Linked DNA regions of Rattus norvegicus: region 1 is linked to region 2. Evidence: chromatin contacts called from public Hi-C data. All regions are on one chromosome and are shown on one strand. The core of a region is the stretch at or near the end of the contact, and the rest is flanking DNA. Distances in the headings are between cores, read along the strand shown. Region 1 holds the start of Mtmr10 (myotubularin related protein 10). Region 2 holds the start of Klf13 (KLF transcription factor 13).

Region 1 (4,080 bases), core at 479-2,978, 320 kb before region 2:
CGGAACCAAAGGCTGACACTTTAATCATCTCTATTTACTACACATTTTAAGTTTCCACATTTGTTGTTACTATCAATGAAGTCTTAACTCTCTTATTTAAGTAATGGTTTTGAGATTTCTTTTTTCTGACATAGAAAACTGGTATTGATCACAATTTAAGCTTAAGATAGATAGCCCTCCCTGAATGTCTGGCTATTTGCCCCAGTAACCTTATTAAAAAACTGATTTTTCTTTAGTTATTGTGTAATTGCTACACAATTCAAAAATAGTAACCAAATAATAGTTTTTCCACATTGTAAAATGGTTTACTATGAATCCCAACTTCTATTTGTAAGGTCTCTAAGGTAAATGTGTTCTTAACAAGTGATTTCCAACCTGAGAATGACCCTAAGAGGCACACACACACACACACACACACACACACACACACAGAGAGAGAGAGAGAGAGAGAGAGAGAGAGAGAGAGAGAGAGAGAGAGAGCAATGCCTGGAGACATTCTGGTTGTACCTAGGACATGACAGCTAGTTAGCAGAAGACGGGGTACTACTGTCATGGAACAGATAGAGACCAAGGATGTAGGGGTGGCTGTCAGCTCAGGACAGCTCCTCACACAACAAAGAATTGCCCAGCCTGAAAGGTCAATAGTGTCCCTACTGGGAAACAAAGTTCTAAACTGAAACAAGCAAATTTGCAGACAGCTGACAACTTCACAAACCAATTACAGAGTAAGTCAATTACCTTAGAGACACAATCATGCTTTTCATACTATCATAACACATTAAGATGATGATTTGATTATTAATCACGATTTCATTAGGTGGCAGCACATATGTAGAGCAAAAGAATTTTCACGACTCAAGTAGATGCTTCTTTCAAAGCTAACATTTCAGAAGACAGAAAAGAAATAAGATGGTCACGCTCTTGAAAGTCTTCTATTGTACTTTAAACTTTCCGAGACAAACATCAATTATGTCTAGCCAACTCCTTCTCTACTCACTTAAGTTTTTTAACTGGAGAAAGTTAAAAATAATAGAAAGGGAAAGATAACTACATAATACTATAACGTACAATCTCAGTCTGTACACATTCAAATTCTGAAATTTACCTGGCAAAAGAACTGGCTCCAGTTTTTTAATCTTCGGTTCGGAACTGATCTTATCGTCAGTCTGAAATACAGGAACAAAATAAAGAGAAATCCAAATACCGCCCTGTCACAAGATACCAAGGCAAATTTTCTAAGTGATGACACATGCGACAGACATATATCCCCTACTTAAAACTCTCTCAAGTCCAAATAGAGATCGTTTTAAGATCTACTCATCGACTTGAGAGCCTCACAATAAACATATTTACAACAGCCCAAGCCGCTTTCAAGAATTCACAGCTACTAGACAGGTAAGCTCTGCGAGGTGTCCACAGCGCTGCAACCATCTGGCAGTCACAGCAGGGTCGGTGCCCAGCCCCGAAGGAAGGAATGAAATGCAGCTCGGGACCGTCCCTACGATCTCGTCCCAAGGCAAGACTAGGGACCGCAGGACTTCGGCCAGAGAATGGCCGCCGCCGAACTCTACAAGTTTCTACTGCGCCCGTGGCTGCCCGGAGGCGCGCTTGGCTCCGGTCTAAGTCCCGAGCAGCCCGCGGAGCCGCGAGCGCTTACCTGGGGCGGCGGCAGGAGGTAGGACCTGAAGCTGGGTCTGGGCGGCTTGAGAGAGAACATGGTGCCACCGCCTGTGCGTCCCGGCCCTATGGCCGGCCAGATGCCTCCCGGTTCAGCGTTCCCGGTGCAGCTGCCCAGGCCGGGTCTGTGGCCCGCCCCACCGGGCGGACTGACGGGCGGGGACCGATGAAGAGGAGTGCCCGCCCGAGATGGGCGGAGCTGGGCAGAGCCACTCCCATCCCCGGAAGCGGCGCGCGGAGTTGTCTCTAGGCCGCACTGTCGCGGAGCGCGACGCTAGAGTGGGGTGCCACGGGGCCCCCGAGAGGCCATCTTGAGAACGCGCTTCTACGGAGGCCCGCAGGGGTCATGGCGGCTTTCACGGTCCTACTGCGACTCACGAGGGTCATGCCGCCCACGCGAAGCTGCAGTGGCCCATAGTGGGCAGTGTGCATTGTAACTGCTGTCCCAGTACCCCAGTCCTCAAGGAATCTGAGATGGCTGAAATAGTGTTAGTCATCCCTCCTGAGCTACTAGCATGGTGTGTGTGTTTGTGTGTGTGTGTGTGTGTGTGTGTGTGTGTGTGTGTGTGTGTGTGTGTGTGTGTGTTATTCTTGTTCTTGTTGTTCACCTAACTACTGGTTTCCTTGAGGTGCTTGAGACTTGACTTGTGCTGAGTGGCCAGTGGCTAGCAAACCAGAATCCCCAATTTAGTTTACTGATTTTATTCTTCTCGTTAAACTTTAAGTGAAACGGGATATTAAGCAAGTTGTCTTCTCCCCCCTCCCCGTTTCCATCCTCATATATAAAGATGTTATTTAACAGCTAAGTCATCAGAATCCAAGAGAGAGAAGACCCCCACCGCTGGTGGAGACTATACACTCAAGTCTCAAACCCTGGGACTAATACCTCAGGTGACTATTTAACACAGCCAGGTTCTTTCAACATCTCTCAGTCCCTACCTTTTATGGGACTTCCTGTTAGGGTTAGTATGCCCAACGCTCTACCCTTGAACTCTCCAACCCAGGGACTGGGCTGCCTTTCCCCTAGAGGCTCTTCCCTATAGAATCCAGCCGTTTTGGTTACCTGACCTTTTTTTATCTCTTGCCCTCTTGGCTGCTGCATCTATTTCCTGGCTGTCCTCACTCCCTTCCTATACCTGTTCTCACATAGCTCCTGGTCAAGCCTGCTCTGGACTCTGCCGGATTTCTCTGCCTCTGGTTATGTTCTCCCTTTTACCTACAATAAACTTTCTCCTCCACCATACCAGAGAGTAGCCATGTCCTTTCTCTTTCTCCCCCCCCCCCCCAATTCATACACTAGGTTGTGGAAATGAGAATCTGCTGCTTAGTCGAAAAGAGCAGCCCAACTTCAGCATAGTATAGGGTGTGTCTAGATTTATTGTGCCTCTGAATTGAAATAGCCTCCGAATTGAAGAAATGTTTTGTGAGAGGGAGCCAGTGGTATTCCATGCCCCTATACGTTGAAAAATAATGGTTAAAACTCAACATTGTATCACGAATGTCAAAGGGAAACTGATGTAAGCCCAGAAAGCACAGTCATCATGCAGACAAGTGTACTCATGACACTAAGTGTGTGTGTGTGTGTTATATTCCAGCTTGTCCTAGATTCAGAGCAAGCCCTGAATCTTTTCTGACTAATCTGTTTATAACACTTGACTACTTTGACAAGTAAATTCGATTAAAGTACTCATGAATAAACACTGCTACATATTTAACTTTTATAGCTATTCTGTTACTTTTCTACCTGAAATTGATTTACCCCCTAATAGTCTTCAAACAGTTGTGCTCTCTTGGGGTGGGGGGCATATTTTCTTAGAATCTGTATCTTTTATGCATGCCAGCAAAAACTGAAATGTGGGAGAACTCCAGATTTGTTTTCTTTCTGGATACTTTTTAAATAACATATTCTGCATATCCAGTTGTATTAGTCCGCTTAGGCACTTGGGTTACTATAACAAACTACTACACTGTCTAGCCTGCTGCTACTGATCCCTCTGTGGCTGGATTAGGCTTCTCCAAGCACCTTGGTCTAGATAACAAAAATGTATTATCACAATGATAGAATCAGGGAAGCACAAGATCAGGGCTCTGTAAAGACCATTTTGAGTTTCCCTCCCCTTCCTTTTTCTTGCTGTGTAAGCAATTGAACTGAACTCCAAACCCCCATGTATTTAGCAGATGACTTATCACTAAACTATAGCCCCCCAATTCCTTTATTGATAGGATTTTACTGCGTTGCTGGCCTTGAACTTGGGTCTCCCAGTAGATCGTATTATGGGCCTGTACTATCAGACCCAACTTCAAAGATGTTTCCCACCAGGGCTCCAAGTATCTTTAGCCAATAGCTTCCTTCTTGCTGTGTTCTTACAAGGTGGCTCTTTCCTCTTAGAACATTAACCCTAT
Region 2 (3,517 bases), core at 475-2,974:
TGCCATGTTAGCAGTCAGAAAGCTGGTTTTCCTAAACTGCCAGGCCTGCAAGACAAGGTTCTGGTACGGCCTGTCCCATGGAGAGACTTCATGCTTTGGATAATTGTATCACTCTTAAGTTCACACTCTAGCTTTTGAGAAACTTCAGTCTTTATTTTCCTGTCCCCATAGAGATTGAATCCCCAGTTTTATATATGCTAGGCAAGTACTTTTTCCACTGAGCCCCAGCAGTTTTTCTCCATCAGTAATGTCATTAAGTTGCCTAGGCTCTGCTGGAACTTGGGGTTCTCCTGCCCCAGCCTCTCAAAGAGCTAGAATTATAGGCCTTCACTCCCACATCTGTCTCTTAGCCTGAATTATGATCCAGAGTTTCAAACTCATTTGTCCAGTTACTCGTGGAGCTTGGCTTGGAAGAAAGAGTTTACGTGGGTGTGTATGGATGTGTGCCCACATGTACATGTGTGCATATGTGCCTTTGCGTGTACTTTGTACACTATTATATATGAGCCGTTCAGCCGGCACATGGGTCAGTTGCTCCCTTGGATGGAAGTCAGCCGTAAGACGCCCTGTAGGTATACAGGCTGCAGCAGGAACGTTTGTCCCTGTGGTACTTGAACCCTTTAGAAAGCCTGATGCCCTGCAAGAGCAGAGCAGGAGGGAGTAGCGTGTCTGGAGGTGCCTGTGCAGACAGGACTGGTCTCCGGATATAGAGGGGACCGGTAGTTGAACAGGAGGGAATTTGCTCTCCTTCAGGCCTCCCCACAGACTAGGAGCCTGGATAGGATCTGAGTGTGGGCATGGGCTGTCCAGCTGAGGGTGCAGTCTGGGCACATCCACCCTTAATTTCTTTCCTCCTTATACTTTGGACTCAAGCTGGTTCTAACTTGCCTTCAGTGGTTTCCAGCCCTCAAGGAACTGGGGCACAGGGGGCTGAAGGAAGGAGAATGTAGGTGCCTCTCCCTTGTGCTATAGGTGTCTATGCTGGGGAGACAGTACACATCCCCGAGGGAAGCTGTGGCTTCCTCCTTCTGCTCTCTGGGGACACCCTGGCACCTCTCCTGTGTGGTGTTGGGGAGGAGGTGGCTTGGTTGGCTGTTCCTGGTCCCAGTCAGGATCCTCCTACACAGCAGAACTGGAGGTAAATACTGAGTTGCCTTGACAACCAAGCTGAGTCTAGGCTCCAAGCGCTCCTTGGCTAGAGAAGCTTTCATTGTCTCAAGTTTCTAAGATGGGTTTCTATTTTGATTTTTTTTTTTTAATTAGCTAGTATGACTAAGATTGCAAAATGCCTGACCTGGTTCCCGTAATTTCTTAATAAACATTTATATTCCATTTATAGGAGGAACATTTCTATGATTCATTGACTTTTTCTTTTAGGTTGGTGAGGCAGGGTGGGGGCAGCACAGAGGGCACCCCACTGCCGACAGCTGGCACAGCGTAGGTTTTGGAGCACTGGCTGAGGGCCAGAGGCTGGGAGCGCTTACGTAAACACCACACCAGGATTTATTGGCTTTGAGGCTGATTAAGTTCCATGGAAAATTTTGGGGAGCTGCTTCTCTTCTCCTGGAGTGCTCAGATGCCCATAAGTGGAGCTTCCAGAGCCCCCGGGGCCACCTACCTTCCTGCCCAAAGCCAGTCTTCCTGGAGGAGTCTAGGGTGTGAACTAGCTTTACACCTCAGCCATGCCAGTGAGGATTATGTCTGCTATTAAGCTCCGACTGCTTCTTGCAGGCAGCCTGGGTCAGCCGCACCTGGCCGGGCTCTCCTGTCCATACGCCTGGCTGTTGATGGGAATGTCCCTGTGGGAATGGCCAGCCCATGAGTGGACACAACAGTACATTCCCAGGGACTCCTGGTTTGCCAGGGTCTCTACTCTGTCTCACTGTCGGTCACTTTATATATCCTTGCCCCAACAGAGAGCCTGGTGAGTAAGCAGGGAAGCTGGTTCGTCCATTTTCTGACCAGTACTGCTGGTCTAGGTCACCTGGTAGATAGTTTATTCGCTGAGGCTCCCCCCTTATGGTCCTGCAGGGTCAGTCTCGTGGTTTATGCATGTCAAGGGGGCTGGATTGTTTTATGGACTGTTTATTCTGTTTTCAGTGTGGACCTGCCAGGAAGGCAACTCTCTGCAGTTGCCGTGTGTGGCAGGCCCCCAGTCCAGCACCAAAGGAATGTCCAGATTTGCTGTACTGATTTCAGATTCAGGGCTGGTTTTGCTTCCCTCAGTCTAAACATTCCAGCTCTGCCTGCTTTCACTAGGGAGCAGCAGCTGGTCCTCAGCAAGAGGCCTGGCCTAGCCCCTGAGTAGAGGGCTGTCTGGTGTCCCCATCACTGAATGCCTTCCCACCCCTCCTCTGTGTAACTTAGATGCCATCCTCCTAATATGACCGAGGGTCACCTCTTCAAGGATGTTTGCAGAATTGAGGCTTTCGTTCTTTTGTTTTTCAGAATTTTATTTCATAGTGTTAAAAAAAAAAAAAAACAACTAGAGTTTTTAACATTGCGTTGAGGGGTGGGGAAGGGCCCGAGACCTGCGTGTTGTCTGTAAGGCTCAGTGGTGTTGCTGTCTCCGTCCTTGGCCAGTTGTGTGAGGTTTGGCTTCATAGATGGTGTGTTTTAGCACCCTTCTTTAAAAACCTCTCGGTGTTTCATTTTTTAAAAGCTGCTTTTACAGTTACTCGTGTGTGTGTGTGTGTGTGTGTGTGTGTGTGTGTGTGTGTATGCGTGTGCATGCGCGCACTCGTGCACGCACAGTGCACGTCTCACAGCATACACATGAAGGTCAGGGGATAGCCTGGGGGAGTCAGTTCTCTCTACCATGTGGGTTCCAGAAATCAAACTCGACTTACCAGGCTTGGCAATGGGTGTCCTTACCCATTGTGCCATTTTGCTTTGAGGAACGCATTCTATTTGGCAATGCCTTATTGTGTAAACAAAGATAATACAGCTTGTTAGTAAGGAGGCTTGGCCTTGAAGTACAAGTGGGCAGCACACCACCATGCATTCTCATCCTTAGTTCTGGTCTGTCTGGTCAAGATGACCTCTGAAGAGCAGAAGAGAAAATGACTCAAGCATCCAAGAGGGTTTGTGCAGCCCCCCCCCCCCATTCCATCACCCCCTTTTGTGTGTGGGTGTAGCCTGATAAAACAGAATTTCATGTACTGAAGGAGTTTTTTTGGCTTTTGGTTTGTGTGTGTGTGTGTTTTCAAATCAGGGTTTCTGAGTGTAACCAGCCGTAGCTGTCCAGGACTTCCTTTGTAGACCTGGCTGGCCTTGAACTCAGTAATCTGTCTCTGCTTCGGAGTGCTAGGACTAAAGGTATGCATCACCACGCCCTGAATTGTCCAGAAATTTTTAATGCGTGTAAGTATTTTGCCTGTAAGTTCACCATAGGAGTGCAGTACCTTTGGAGACCAAAAGAGGGCTTCAGATTCCCCTAGATCTGGAGCTACAGACGGTTGAGAGCCTCCTTGTCAGTGTTGGGAACTGAACCTCCCTCATCGGTAAGAGCAGCAAG

The links. A called contact is a pair of places that touch in the nucleus more often than the background predicts.
Region 1: a contact with region 2 is called in a Hi-C map of mammary epithelial cells, with 2.5 times the contacts expected there. The contact joins the promoter of Mtmr10 here to the promoter of Klf13 in region 2. A contact is called at or near these places in 2 of 12 Hi-C or Micro-C datasets (Schwann cells and mammary epithelial cells).

The regions. Positions count from the first base shown.
Region 1 is chr1:127,268,787-127,272,866 of GRCr8, reverse strand. Mtmr10 (myotubularin related protein 10) reads right to left here and starts at 1,728. Exons shown (of 16, transcript NM_001100846.1): 1 at 1,658-1,728; 2 at 1,106-1,166. The coding sequence starts at 1,717.
Region 2 is chr1:126,946,643-126,950,159 of GRCr8, reverse strand. Klf13 (KLF transcription factor 13) reads left to right here and starts at 1,724. Exons shown (of 2, transcript NM_001109147.1): 1 at 1,724-1,924. The coding sequence starts at 1,819.